Linked DNA regions of Anas platyrhynchos: all the other regions are linked to region 1. Evidence: chromatin contacts called from public Hi-C data. All regions are on one chromosome and are shown on one strand. Each heading gives the region's core, a stretch centred on a gene start, on an enhancer-like site or on the middle of the called end of the contact. The rest is flanking DNA. Distances are from core to core; before and after follow the strand shown.

Region 1 (2,895 bases), core at 51-2,550:
GACTGCAGGCAAGTAGCATGTAAATTATAAATTGATACCAACATTTCATAAGGACAAGACAAAGAATGACTTGCTCATGCACTGAAGGTTATATGTGTTTAACGTAAAAGTCACAGGAAATAATGACTTTTCAAAGCTTTAGTTTAAATGGATCAGAACATAAAACTGGTTGCCTCCTTCTACTGTCATGAATCAAGGCACAGCCTCAGTGAAAATCAGAAGATGCAAATTTCTTTGAAAGTGTTCTTTCACTTCCCTTCCTTACAGTTTTTACCTTTATTAAACTTGCACTCGCACCCTTGTGATGCTCAGTCTGTGTGGCACCCGAGAAAAAAAAAAAAAAAAAAAAAAGAGGTTCTGGAAAAGAGATATGAAAGAATCAAAATCACTCCTCGAGACTGAGATCTTTTAACAGTCCCAGAGGTGTTATACAGCACTTGAATAAATTAGGACACAGCACCCTGCTAATCAGCTCTTGCTTCTGCCTTTCAAATTCCCCCAGCACTCTTTCGATGATGATAGGGAATCAGCAAATATCAAACGCTATTTTTAATATAACATATGCCTATATATGATTTATATACAAAAGCGGTGCTTCCTTCCAGCGGAATGACTGGTTCGATGCATTTGTTGTATATTGCACACGTACTTTATCTGTAAGTAGATTTGGAGATACCTTCCCAATTCTCCATTGCAATTAACACCGGTTCTTGGTAATTTCATAGAACAATGACATTTCTACCCCCTTTTGGTCCTTCCAGCTGCCTGCTGTTTCCCCAGTTCATGACATTTGTCACCTGGGGTACTACAGTACACGGAGAATTCTGTGAAATGCCTCTAGCATCTATAAGATGTACGAAAACAGCTGGACGTGCCAGGTGGGGTGGGACTGCGGGCAGCCTGACCTAGCGGGAGGTGTCCCTGCCCACAGCAGGGCGATGGACCGGGTCCCTTAGGGCCCCTTCCAACCCAAACCACTCCGAGATTCCTGCGAAGGGGCCGAAGCCACACAGAGCTGGGCTGTTTTACAGACACGAGTAGGGTAAGACACGCTGCAGGGGCCGAGCAGCAGCAGCCGCTCTTGGCAGCCCGCGGGGGCGCTCTGAGGGGGCTGCGGAGCCGCGGCCCCTCAGGGCGCGAGGCAGCGAGGCGCGGGCGCCCCCTGGCGAAAAGGGCGGGCGGCGGCGGCCAACTCGCGCCGGGCGGGCGGGCAGCGGCCCCCAGAGGCCGTCGGGAGCAGCGGCGGAGCCCGCTCGCCTCCCATTGGCTGGCGGCTCGCCGGCGGCAGCCAATCGGGAGGCCGTTGTCAGGCGCCGCCGTCTATTTTTGGCTTGAACAAAGAGCGGGGCCGCGGCGGCCGGGTTGGGGGGGGGGCGGCGGGGAGGAGGCCTCCAGGCACCCGCTGTGGGGAGGGGAGGGGAGGGGAGGGGAGGAACAACAGCACCCGGTGCCGGCTCAGGCAGGTGCTGAAACCAGAAGTACTCGGTTACAAAACGGCACTTGAGTCGGAGTCAGAGCCCCAGGAAGGGCTGTGGCCTTCCAGCCTGGCTTTCTGCGGCCTCCAAGCGCCCTGCGCAGGTGCTGAGTGCGAACTGACTGCTGCCCGCCCGAAATTACTGCGGGTATTGCACGGTGGTTCACGGCGTCCCTGGCAAATCGGCAAAAGAGCAAAATGGGATTACAAATGTCGGCTATGCTCTGTTTTTTAGGTTTATTTCAAAGCTACTGGTCTAATAAAGTCACATAGTGTAGCTGGCTGTGCCTGGTGTACTTCTGATAGGTTGTTGGTCACTAATAATTAAAATTTACTGAGAAACAAGACTGGACATAAACTCTTAAAAAAATACATACATCGAATATTTTGGAAGGTTCAAATATTCAAGGCAACTTGAGCTGCATTTTTTCCAAGTTCTCACACAGTTCCACCATTCTGTAAAGCATTTTCATCTACCCATTAATTCAGTGGGATTAGGCATGTGCTGCAGCGTGCAGCGAAGTGCAGGGGTGAAGAAGCACCCCCAGATTAGAAAAGGAAAGACTAAAATATGATAAAGAAAACTGTTCTTCCAATATTTAGGCAAAGGTTTAAAAGAGTAAGTCAATATATTCCAAAAATGCCCAGGAAAGCAAACAAACAAACAAAAACAGGGCTACAGGGCTTGCTCAGCAAGTTTTTAAGACCCTGATACAAATTTTAAGAGGTTAGTTGGCCATCTAAATATTTGGGTGTGTAGACACAGGTGGCAATTTTTTTGGGGGGTCCTTGCATAACTATAGATGGCTGTTTGGGCTTTGTAGCATCCTGCTTACAAAAATAGAAAGAAGGGGTGAAATGCAGATGTGTGTGGAGTGAACCTGCAGCCCTCCAAAGGAGTAAACTGAGCCACAGGTCTTGTGCTGGCCCTACAGTGCAGGAAAGGATTTCGCTGACAGTGTGTGCTGAGATCAAATTTTGGACACCTTGAGAGGAAAATGTTGCAAAATAATACAGACTGTCAGCCAACAGCCATTCATTTTGTAGTGAGAAGTATTCCCTGACAAACCTTGCAATGTCAGAGCAGAATTGGCCCGGCTGCTCCTTGTAGTCATCAGCCCTTAAGTGATGGTCAGTGTCAGGCTGGGCTGAAATCCTGGTCCTCATTACTCCATCCCCACGGATGCTTTTCAGTTGCCAGTAGGACATACCGAACCAGCAGCGAAACAAAAGAACAAAGTCTGCTGCAACGATGTTTGGATGTAATTTCAAAAAAGTGGCCCATGGATTTAAAATCTGCCTGGAAAAAAAAAAAAAAAGCTGTTTATTCTGTCATTGCCAGAACATTGATATAGTCAGAAACATTATTTTAGTGAAGTTTTTACATGCCATTGAACATTTTCTCTGTGTTCACGGGTTGT
Region 2 (3,143 bases), core at 350-2,849, 410 kb before region 1:
CAAACTTTTGATTTTATTTACTATGTCTGGCTGCAATAAATTAAAGTCTGAACCAGCTTCCATTTTAAGCCCTTTCTTGTGGAAAGCTGACTCTGAGGGTACAGTTGCAAACAGGATTATGTAGGCTGTCACCCACTGCCTTTTGATAACCACTGCTCTGGAATTGCTGAGTCTTCTGTAATGTTGCCTGGAGATTGAAATTGAAAGCCATGTCTCCCACTCCAGTGGATATTTTCTCCAATGGCATGTATAGAATAACACTATATTTACAATAACTAAAGTGGGATCAGAAGAACATTTGGTAATTTTTTTGTTTTTAAAAATTATTTATTTGTTTTAAAGTGAAATGAAGATTGGAATGTACTTTTCTTTCATGATACAGAGTTATAATTGTTATCACCATGGACTTAATCTCTTTCATATTTTCTCTGTTTTTACATATTTCTTATCAGCTACATTTGTAAGTAACATAACTATATGCAGATCTGGTCTTCCATTCTTTTCCTGCTGCCTTTTCTCCTTATGACGTGCTTGTAATAGCATGTCCTTTTGGATTGCAAGCCTTGCAGGGTAGGCCCTTATGAGTGGGATCCATTCTTCCCCAAGTGAACCACCTGAAATCTAGCCCTCTAGTCTAAGTTCATTAACTGTGTTCCCTCTCTAGTCAATAAGGTATGTCAGATACCAGGCAAGATGTACGAATTCGCCTGGCTAATACACCACAGTGAGGGTGGGCAGACTCTAGAGATGGATTCTTCTCTATATTGTGTAACATAACTTCAGATACTTGACATCAGGGTGTAAATTGTGGTGTCATGCTCTGGATTGCTCCTTGCAGCCTAACAAGTCAACTAGGTTAAACGGGAAGTTCTCTCTCTCTTGGGACACCAGCAATGAGCTGGGAGTAGGATCTTAGGAGCAGGCTGAGCTTTTTTAGGATGGGTGTTGTATTCAGTAACATACAGTGGTTAAACATAGGACAGTGTCTGGTTGGCACATTGATTAACAAGACAGTGTGTGCTGATGATGAAATATATACCCTGTCACTGTATGCTGCTGGCTGGGCTGTAATGTAAGGTAACAAACTAGCCAGTCTCCAGCCTGTTCCAGTGCTTATACCCATCTTACTAACCTGGAAGATGGATCTTTTTGACCTATGATACTCAACCAGATCCGCTGTCTAATTCTTCATAGCAATGACCCCTGTACACCACAGAGCTACTCTGATGCATTGACCTCTGATGCATATATCTGAACCTCAAATATATCTGATGGTCTAAGAAGGCAGATGGGCTTCCTAATACTATGGACTGCATTTTTATAGGCACTGTCCTGCTGACTTCCTTTAAAAGGATTTCCCATTGAACTGTAATGCAGTCAGGATTAAAGGCTAGGGCTTAACAGACAGTCAGTTAATGAACACATTCCTTACTTCTGATTTTGTTCTATAAGTTTCTTCTCATGCAGATTTTCTGTGTGGTCTTTTCCTTTACTTTGGCATCTTCTCCCTTGGTTACTTGCTTGTCTTACTGCACATTGTGGTGTTTCACACCACTGTAACACAGCCAGAAGACCTTGCCCAGAGCATTTATAGGAATAAGACAGTAGAGGGTGCAATGTGAGCAATAAATTTATCTTCTAGATACTGTCTCCTTGGATCATGATCACCTTTCTGACTCACCAACAAAAACAAATCCACAGTCAATGCCTGAGCAATGGTACTGTGAAGATAGACCTGTTGGTTATGAGCCTGATGGATAGCTTTAATGCAAAGGTTTCAGCAGTGTTTTGCAAGTAATACATCGCATATTCTTTCCACCTTTACTCAGCATAGTTACTATATAACCTCTGGATGCTAACGTGAATAATCTAGGTAGAAAGTGAAGCCTCTTCTTCCCAGTCCTGAACTCTTCCAATATTCGTGCATTTTTCATAATTCTGGCTGTGGATCAAGATCATGAATCAACCTGTTCTTGGTTTTGTTAAAGAAGGGTCATGAATTATTCATACCCTGGCAAAAGGCAAAATGAAATAATTAGGCATTAACTATGCTCTGTAAATCAGCCATGAACACAGATCCCTCCAAATTGAAATGATATTTCAAAAGATTTATATCCATATATATAATAAATATCTGGCAATTACTTTGATAGTTTTCTGAAATAAAAACAAAGTGTATCTTTTTTTTTTTTTTGGCCACTTGTGATGAACTGGAGATGTAGAATGTGAAGAGAAGTTGTAGTGATCGATACTCTGCATCTTTTCATCTTAACGTGGGTCCCTGGGTTTGAGAACACTAGGTTTAGACTGTCTGACAAAATCAGTCTCTAATCTGGCAAATTCAAGAGAATTAAAAAACAGGTAAATTACAGTTTAGTGATTAGTTAGTATAAACACTTGGCATGACAACAATTAAACTTTCTATATGCTTAATAGGAAGCATCAATTAACCTGTTAGACTTCTTTAGACCAAGACTCTGAAGACATCCAGTGTATTGTGGTTTCTTTCAGCTAACACAACTAGTGCAGTGTGGCAGTACTGGATTATTATTTAATTTCCTTTTTGGTAGATGAATTGGAAAAGATACTGTTTAATGGAGATTTGCATAGCCATTTAAGGGAATATACTTATAAGTAGCTAGTCCTGTAAGCTACAATGCATTCCACCTACAGTTTGGTTGTTAAGGGGTGATCAGTGCTCTCTGGCCTCTGTTATTAAATTAGAGATGAATCATGAAAAAAAATGTAAAAATAACCACCAAACCCCAAACATGTCTCTCTCATTTGTGAACTACATGATCTTGAAACATCTTTAAATAAGGCAGAGGAAGTATGGTTGTTGTAGTACAGTTTACTTGGGACAGGCAGAGTGGGAAAGAACACATGCAAGGAAATGGGCATCAGACTGTACCAAAGGTGTTGATCCGTTCTGAATGCCTTAAAGTATCTAGTGTATGCACCTGTATTTAACCACTGCCCATCTCCAACCTACCAGACATCAGAAAAACGATGATCTGTGAAACACACTGAAACCCAAAGCATCCACAACCCAAACATATCAGAGCTGTTGTCAGACTGAAACCATAGACAAAAGCTTTCTTTTAAGAATGCAACTACTTAAAAAAAGCTAACCACAAGCTAAA
Region 3 (2,903 bases), core at 84-2,583, 440 kb before region 1:
ACCCCCACCTCGCTACAGCCTCCTTTAAGGTATCTGTAAAGAGCAATAAGGTCGCCCCTGAGCCTTCTCTTCTCCAGGCTGAACAAGCCCAGCTCCCTCAGCCGCTCCTTGTAGGACTTGTTCTCCAGGCCCCTCACCAGCTTCGTCGCCCTTCTCTGGACCCACTCAAGCACCTCGATGTCCTTCTTGTAGCAAGGGGCCCAAAACTGAACACAGTACTTGAGGTGCGGCCTCACCAGAGCCGAGTACAGGGGGAGTTTGTGGATAGTTAATGTAGATGTAGAAGTTTCTGAAAACTGTATATATATAGTTAATTATAAAACAATATATTAACATGCCCTTCATAAAATTCTTATTTTGTAGACATCTTAGAAATAGCCCACAGGACTTTGTGGATCTGTAAATGACAAATTGCAAACAACTAATTTAAAGAATAAAGGAGAGTGTCCAGTGAGCCATCAGCAGGGACAGCAGTTTTTATTAACGATGGACAGAGAGCAGAACTGTAGTAATGCTAGCATCTTTAATACACATTTGATGAACTGTGTTCTTTGATCATAATTCTGCAAGGTAAAGTGTTTGTTGCAGAACAGCTTGCCATCTCTTGGCTTTGTACATATCTACGCGTGTGTGAGTGTATATACATGTTGCTGTAGTGATTGCTTCACAAGGAAAACTGATCTCTGTGAAGCTACCATAAGAGAGGTTTTCTTCGAGTGATGATTTTGAAAGTTGTTAAAGTTCAAGGACCAATCCTGTCATTGTGTATGATTTATCTGGTGGGTGGGAAAGTTGTCTGCAGCACAAGGATTTATTCCAAAATGTAAGAAGCTGCAGCACTGTAGGAATTTTTCAATATTTGGATGTACTGATGTGTGAAAACTTGTTTGCAATATTTGAAAAATAGCCTTAGAGTAGGATAAAATCTCTCTAGCTTGTAAGAAATCCCATTATTCACGATGTAACTGTAAAAAAAAATCTGCACAGGGAACAAAATAATAAATGTCCATTAATTTTCCCAGGAAAAAATAATTTCCCTTTTTCAGCTTATAAGAGCCAAAAGGCTGTTAATCATTAGTGGACATCTGCCACATGTTTGTGAAGACAAATTTGAACTGAAAATCAAGCATTTTTCTCTTTTTATGATCTCAAAACCAGTTTTACAACATTATATATGTATTCTTACAGACATGCATACCTTTCTGAAGGTTTTCCTTCATGCTTATTTTCTGAGTATTTTTTTCTGTTTTGTTTTGTTGAAAAGTCTATGAAATATGAGCTATTCATATTTTTGCTCAACACAAGGTGGCAGTAAGACATTGCCCAGTGACATACAATAGCTTGGGCCTCTTGATGTTTTCCCTCCTGTTTACTTATCAGTCAGATAATAAAAGCTCTCCTGATGAATGAACTTTGAAAGCGAAAGAGTTTGTAATAAGACATTTAAAAAAGATGCATAGATGAAGAAAACATCCCAGTTAACATCTGAAACAATTTATTACATTATAGCAAGCCACATTGTATAACACTGTGGACAGTATCACAAAATGCTGCATTTCTTTCTCTTTCTTCCTGTTATTGTTTCCTTTGTATTTGCACATTAAATAAAAGCTTCTCAGGGTAAAGGGGGAAATTTACCAGGTTTAAAGTTTTAATCTAGCAATATTCCCAATATTTGTTAAGATCCTTCATTTTGGAAAGGAGAAAGCTTTCTACTTCAGTTCTTTGTTTTCTAGAAACCCCTCAGTGTCACTGAATTGAATAGTAGCTACACTGATGAACTCCCTTTGAAAAGCTGGGGGAGGGAGGAATGAGGAGATAAGTGCTATTAGGAGCGGGATCTTTCTTGTTCTGGGCAGATATAGATCATATGGTAACAATCTCAAGTGCACACCAGTGAGTTGCAAATGTGGCTGCTGTTGTTTTTATTTATATTCATATGCATAATTCCGGCAAGCCCAAACTAGATTCAAAGCATGGCTGAGTTACCAAACATGTTAATGTGATTAAAATTCATCCTTGTGGGATGGTTTATTGTATTTTAGGTCCATCTCAGTCCCAGCATACAAGAATACCACAAAGCATTTATACGTCATGATTTTGGCTGGCTGTTCACCTAAAATAGAGCTTCAGCAGGATGATCGTAACCTCCCAGCGGCCACTTGGTTTGTCTGTAGCCTCTCTATACACTCTTGTACTTGTTGAGAGCCAAACAAAAATTATAGATGTTTCAGATGAGCTGATTTAACGGAAACTCTGCCTTCTTGTTTCACAAATTGTACACATGTGGTTTATTTTCCAAGAACTGGTTGGCAGAAATCTTATTATTTTGTTTTCCTTCAGAATGATTTACTTATAGCTTCTAAAATACATTGCCACTATTGATATTGTGAGATCCTGTGCATGTTAGTCATACACACAACTTAGAATAAGTATCCCTTAGAATCTTATAAAGATATAGCAGTTTTCTGTTGTTAAAAGACTGCTAGATGACAATGTAGATCTACCTCTTCATTTGCTTACCTGTTATACTTCTCTTTGAATACTTGCCACCATGAGATGAATTAATTGCTTTTGAAATAATACAGTTTTCAGAAAGGAAATTCCTAACTATATGATCATGAATTTATATTGACTTCCACTATAAATAATAGCCCTTACAAAGCACTCTTAAACTGGTATTCACATTGTTCTTAATGTGTAATTCATGTACAAGCATATGCTGTGAAGTAACAACATGGCAAACAGTAAAACTCATCAGCTTGATCAAATATGCCTTGAAATAATTCCTTGAGATAATAATACAATTGTGGGTCAGAAGGACTCTTCTGGAAATCTTCTTAGGTTTTATCTATTGTCCAAGAACAATGTTGTCCTAAATTTTTTGTGTCAGTTTCATGATT
Region 4 (2,829 bases), core at 32-2,531, 260 kb before region 1:
TCCAGTAGTTATTTTGTTGTAACTGAGAAGCTCTGTCAGTAAGGTCAATTTTGTATGAGAGAAGTGGGCTTTTCCTGTAGGTTGACTGACCTGGTTGTAAAAGAGAGTCATCTGCTGCTTTGAGGTCTGAAAGGAAACAGCAAATGCCAACCTGATCAGAAATGGCTGCTCTGGCTGTTTCTTACACATGCTGGGGAAGCACTGGGGAAGAAGGGATGGCTGATACCTGTGGAGCAGCAAGAAAAGGGGTCAGCCTGCCAGCTCCTCCCTTCTCACAGGACAGGACAGCCTGTGATCGCTAACGAGATATACTCAGAGGTTGGTGGCGGAACAATAGATGAGACCGCGCTCTGAAAGTACACCAAGGTTTTTAGTATGCAGTAAAGCTGTGGACTTAAGCTCCCAAGATTATCTTTTGAAGGTATTTTGCAGATCCCTCTTGTGCTTAGAGAGCCAGAGCCCCTTGAGGCTGAGTGCCTGGGATAGAATCGCTCCTGAGCGCGGAGAAGCAGGCTGGAAGCGCTGTTCAGGTACACCTCCAACATCACACCACCCCAAGTGCTGTATTTTCACCTTTTATTCAAATTATTTCACTGATTTATTTTTATGTAGTTCGTTATTAATTTATTTTTGCTGAAAAAAAAAATAAAAAGACTTTTTTTTTTTTTTTAAATGTGCCTCCAGTGGTTGTGCTTCTGCTCTCCGGCTGGAAGCAGCGAACATGTAAACACCAAAACACCAGGCTGCGTTGCATTTGCAGCTTCGCGTAGGAGCAGGGTGTGCAATAACCGAGGGGAAGAGCGAATTTTCCACCTTAAAAAGAAAAAAAAAAGCCGCACTTGGAGCTCTCCACAGAACACGCTGCTGTTCTCATCCCCCCTTTGGCGTTGCACTCGCGGGGGTGCTTTCCCCTCTCCCTTCTCCCACCCTTCTCCGGCAGCAGCCCGCCCGGTGCCGCGGCGGGGCGCGCTCCCGCGGGCCGTGCGGCTGACGTGTCGCTGCTCTCCCCGGATACAGCGCGGCGCCGTGCCCTGCGCACCCCCGCGCGCCGCGCGCCCCCGCTCTATTTGTTTACAACCGATTACGTCACCCCCACCCCCCCTTCCCCTCCCTCCCCTCCCTCCCCTCCTTCCCCTCCCCTCCCCGCTCTGCCCCCGCCCTGCGCCCGGCTCCGTCACAATGGTGCGATCGCCCCATTGGCGGCGGCGCGCCCCCGGTTCCCCGACGCCACTTCCTACCGCGGGCGGCTATAAGAGGCGGCGCGCGGCGGGCGGCTCCCTTCGCCCCGCGCCGCAGGAGATGCGGGCAGCGCTGCCGCGGCCGCCGCCGCCGCTGCCGCCGTGCCGCAGGAGGAGGAGGCGGAGGCTGCCGCCCCCGCCATGTGAGCTGGGCGCCGCCGCCCGCGCCTCGCCCAGTTAGAGCCGAGCCCGGCCCGACCAGACCCGTCCCGTCCCGACCCGACCAGACCCGACCCGACCGAGCGCCCCCGCCGGCCGCCGCCTCCATGCATCCCGCCCTGTACACCCGGGCCAGCATGATACGCGAGATCGCCGCGGCCGTGGGCTTCATCTCCAAGTTCCTGCGGACCAAGGGGCTGATGAACGAGCGGCAGCTGCAGACCTTCAGCCAGAGCCTGCAGGAGCTGCTGGCAGGTGAGGGAGGGCGGCCCGGCAGCGAGGGGCAGCGGGCGCCCCCCGGGCTGTGCGCGGAGCCCCCCCCCCCCCCACACACACACCCCGATCCGATCCGCCCCGCTCCGCAGACAAAGCCCGGCCGCGGGGCCCCCGGGTCGCTCTCGGGGCTGGTTCCGCCCCCGTGAGGAGCCGTCGGGGCAGGACGGGGCCCGGTTCCTCTTCTGGAGGCACCGCGCGGCCGCCCTCAGGCTCCGGTTGGGGTCGGTGGCGCCCGGATCCCGGCTGCCCCCGAGGCTCTGTAGCGCCCAGAGCGGGGCCCAGGCGGTGCTGGCGGGGGCCGGTGCCTTGTGCCGCGGGTACCGCCGAGCTTGGGGTGTCGGGAGGGGGAAAAGTCCAAAGGTAAGTGAAGCCGTGGGTACCTCGCCCCGGAAAAGTGGCCGGGAAGAGTGCTGGTGAAATACAGCCTGAGTCAATACACGCTGCCCAGCCGCTTCCCTGTTTATTTTTAGTCACTCTTACGACGTGAGGAACTAAGCCTGGCTGCGATTCCCAAATTATGCTGAAAAGGCACTTTTTTTTTTTTTTTTTTAACCTTGGTTCGTGGCGTTTCAAAGCCCTCAAACTTCTCTGCTTTGTATGCAAGATCCTCGTTACATGTATTTTTATGAATACTAGGAAGTTACATCTCACTCCTTTCTGATGGCAGACATTGTTCTCCATGTATGGTAGAATGAAACAATAACTTTGTGCGTGCGTGGTCCCCAAGGGACCCTGCGTTCATGTAAATCATCAGCAAAATAGAAGCCATGATGATTTTTCAGGTCATTTGATTCTAAAATAATAAGCGTCTCAACATCTAGAGTTGTGAAACTATGCAAGAGAACACTGATCGCTGCAAAACCTTGTGAAGACAGAATTAAGGAGGATAATCTTTTTTTTTTATTTTTTTATTTTGTAGAACATTACAAACACCACTGGTTCCCAGAAAAGCCATGCAAGGGATCAGGTTACCGATGTATCCGGATCAACCATAAAATGGATCCTCTCATTGGACAGGCAGCACAGCGGATTGGATTGAGCAGTCAGGAACTGTTCCAGCTTCTTCCAAGCGAACTCACTCTATGGGTTGACCCGTATGAAGTGTCCTATCGTATTGGAGAGGATGGCTCGATCTGCGTGCTGTACGAAGCTGCAC

Evidence for each region. A called contact is a pair of places that touch in the nucleus more often than the background predicts.
Region 2: a Hi-C map of subcutaneous adipose tissue shows a contact between it and region 1, with 2.8 times the contacts expected there. The contact joins two enhancer-like sites. A contact is called at or near these places in 2 of 8 Hi-C or Micro-C datasets (liver and subcutaneous adipose tissue).
Region 3: a Hi-C map of subcutaneous adipose tissue shows a contact between it and region 1, with 3 times the contacts expected there. The contact joins two enhancer-like sites. A contact is called at or near these places in 6 of 8 Hi-C or Micro-C datasets (F1 follicle, F5 follicle, skeletal muscle and 2 more).
Region 4: a Hi-C map of subcutaneous adipose tissue shows a contact between it and region 1, with 4 times the contacts expected there. The contact joins the promoter of BTG1 here to the enhancer-like site in region 1. A contact is called at or near these places in 3 of 8 Hi-C or Micro-C datasets (liver, small yellow follicle and subcutaneous adipose tissue).

The regions. Positions count from the first base shown.
Region 1 is chr1:48,291,426-48,294,320 of IASCAAS_PekinDuck_T2T, forward strand. No RefSeq gene overlaps it. Among named protein-coding and RNA genes, the nearest start is that of DCN, 110 kb to the right of the region's middle. Within about 2 kb of position 1,301, at least 5 of the 8 cell types and tissues checked have an H3K27ac peak or open chromatin away from gene starts, as enhancers often do. A contact at or near this core is called in small yellow follicle and subcutaneous adipose tissue, where this site is marked.
Region 2 is chr1:47,886,027-47,889,169 of IASCAAS_PekinDuck_T2T, forward strand. No RefSeq gene overlaps it. Among named protein-coding and RNA genes, the nearest start is that of PLEKHG7, 55 kb to the left of the region's middle. Within about 2 kb of position 1,600, at least 4 of the 8 cell types and tissues checked have an H3K27ac peak or open chromatin away from gene starts, as enhancers often do. A contact at or near this core is called in subcutaneous adipose tissue, where this site is marked.
Region 3 is chr1:47,851,413-47,854,315 of IASCAAS_PekinDuck_T2T, forward strand. No RefSeq gene overlaps it. Among named protein-coding and RNA genes, the nearest start is that of PLEKHG7, 21 kb to the left of the region's middle. Within about 2 kb of position 1,334, at least 1 of the 8 cell types and tissues checked has an H3K27ac peak or open chromatin away from gene starts, as enhancers often do. A contact at or near this core is called in subcutaneous adipose tissue, where this site is marked.
Region 4 is chr1:48,028,949-48,031,777 of IASCAAS_PekinDuck_T2T, forward strand. BTG1 (BTG anti-proliferation factor 1) reads left to right here and starts at 1,282. Exons shown (of 2, transcript XM_027451891.3): 1 at 1,282-1,652; 2 at 2,593-2,829. The coding sequence starts at 1,505.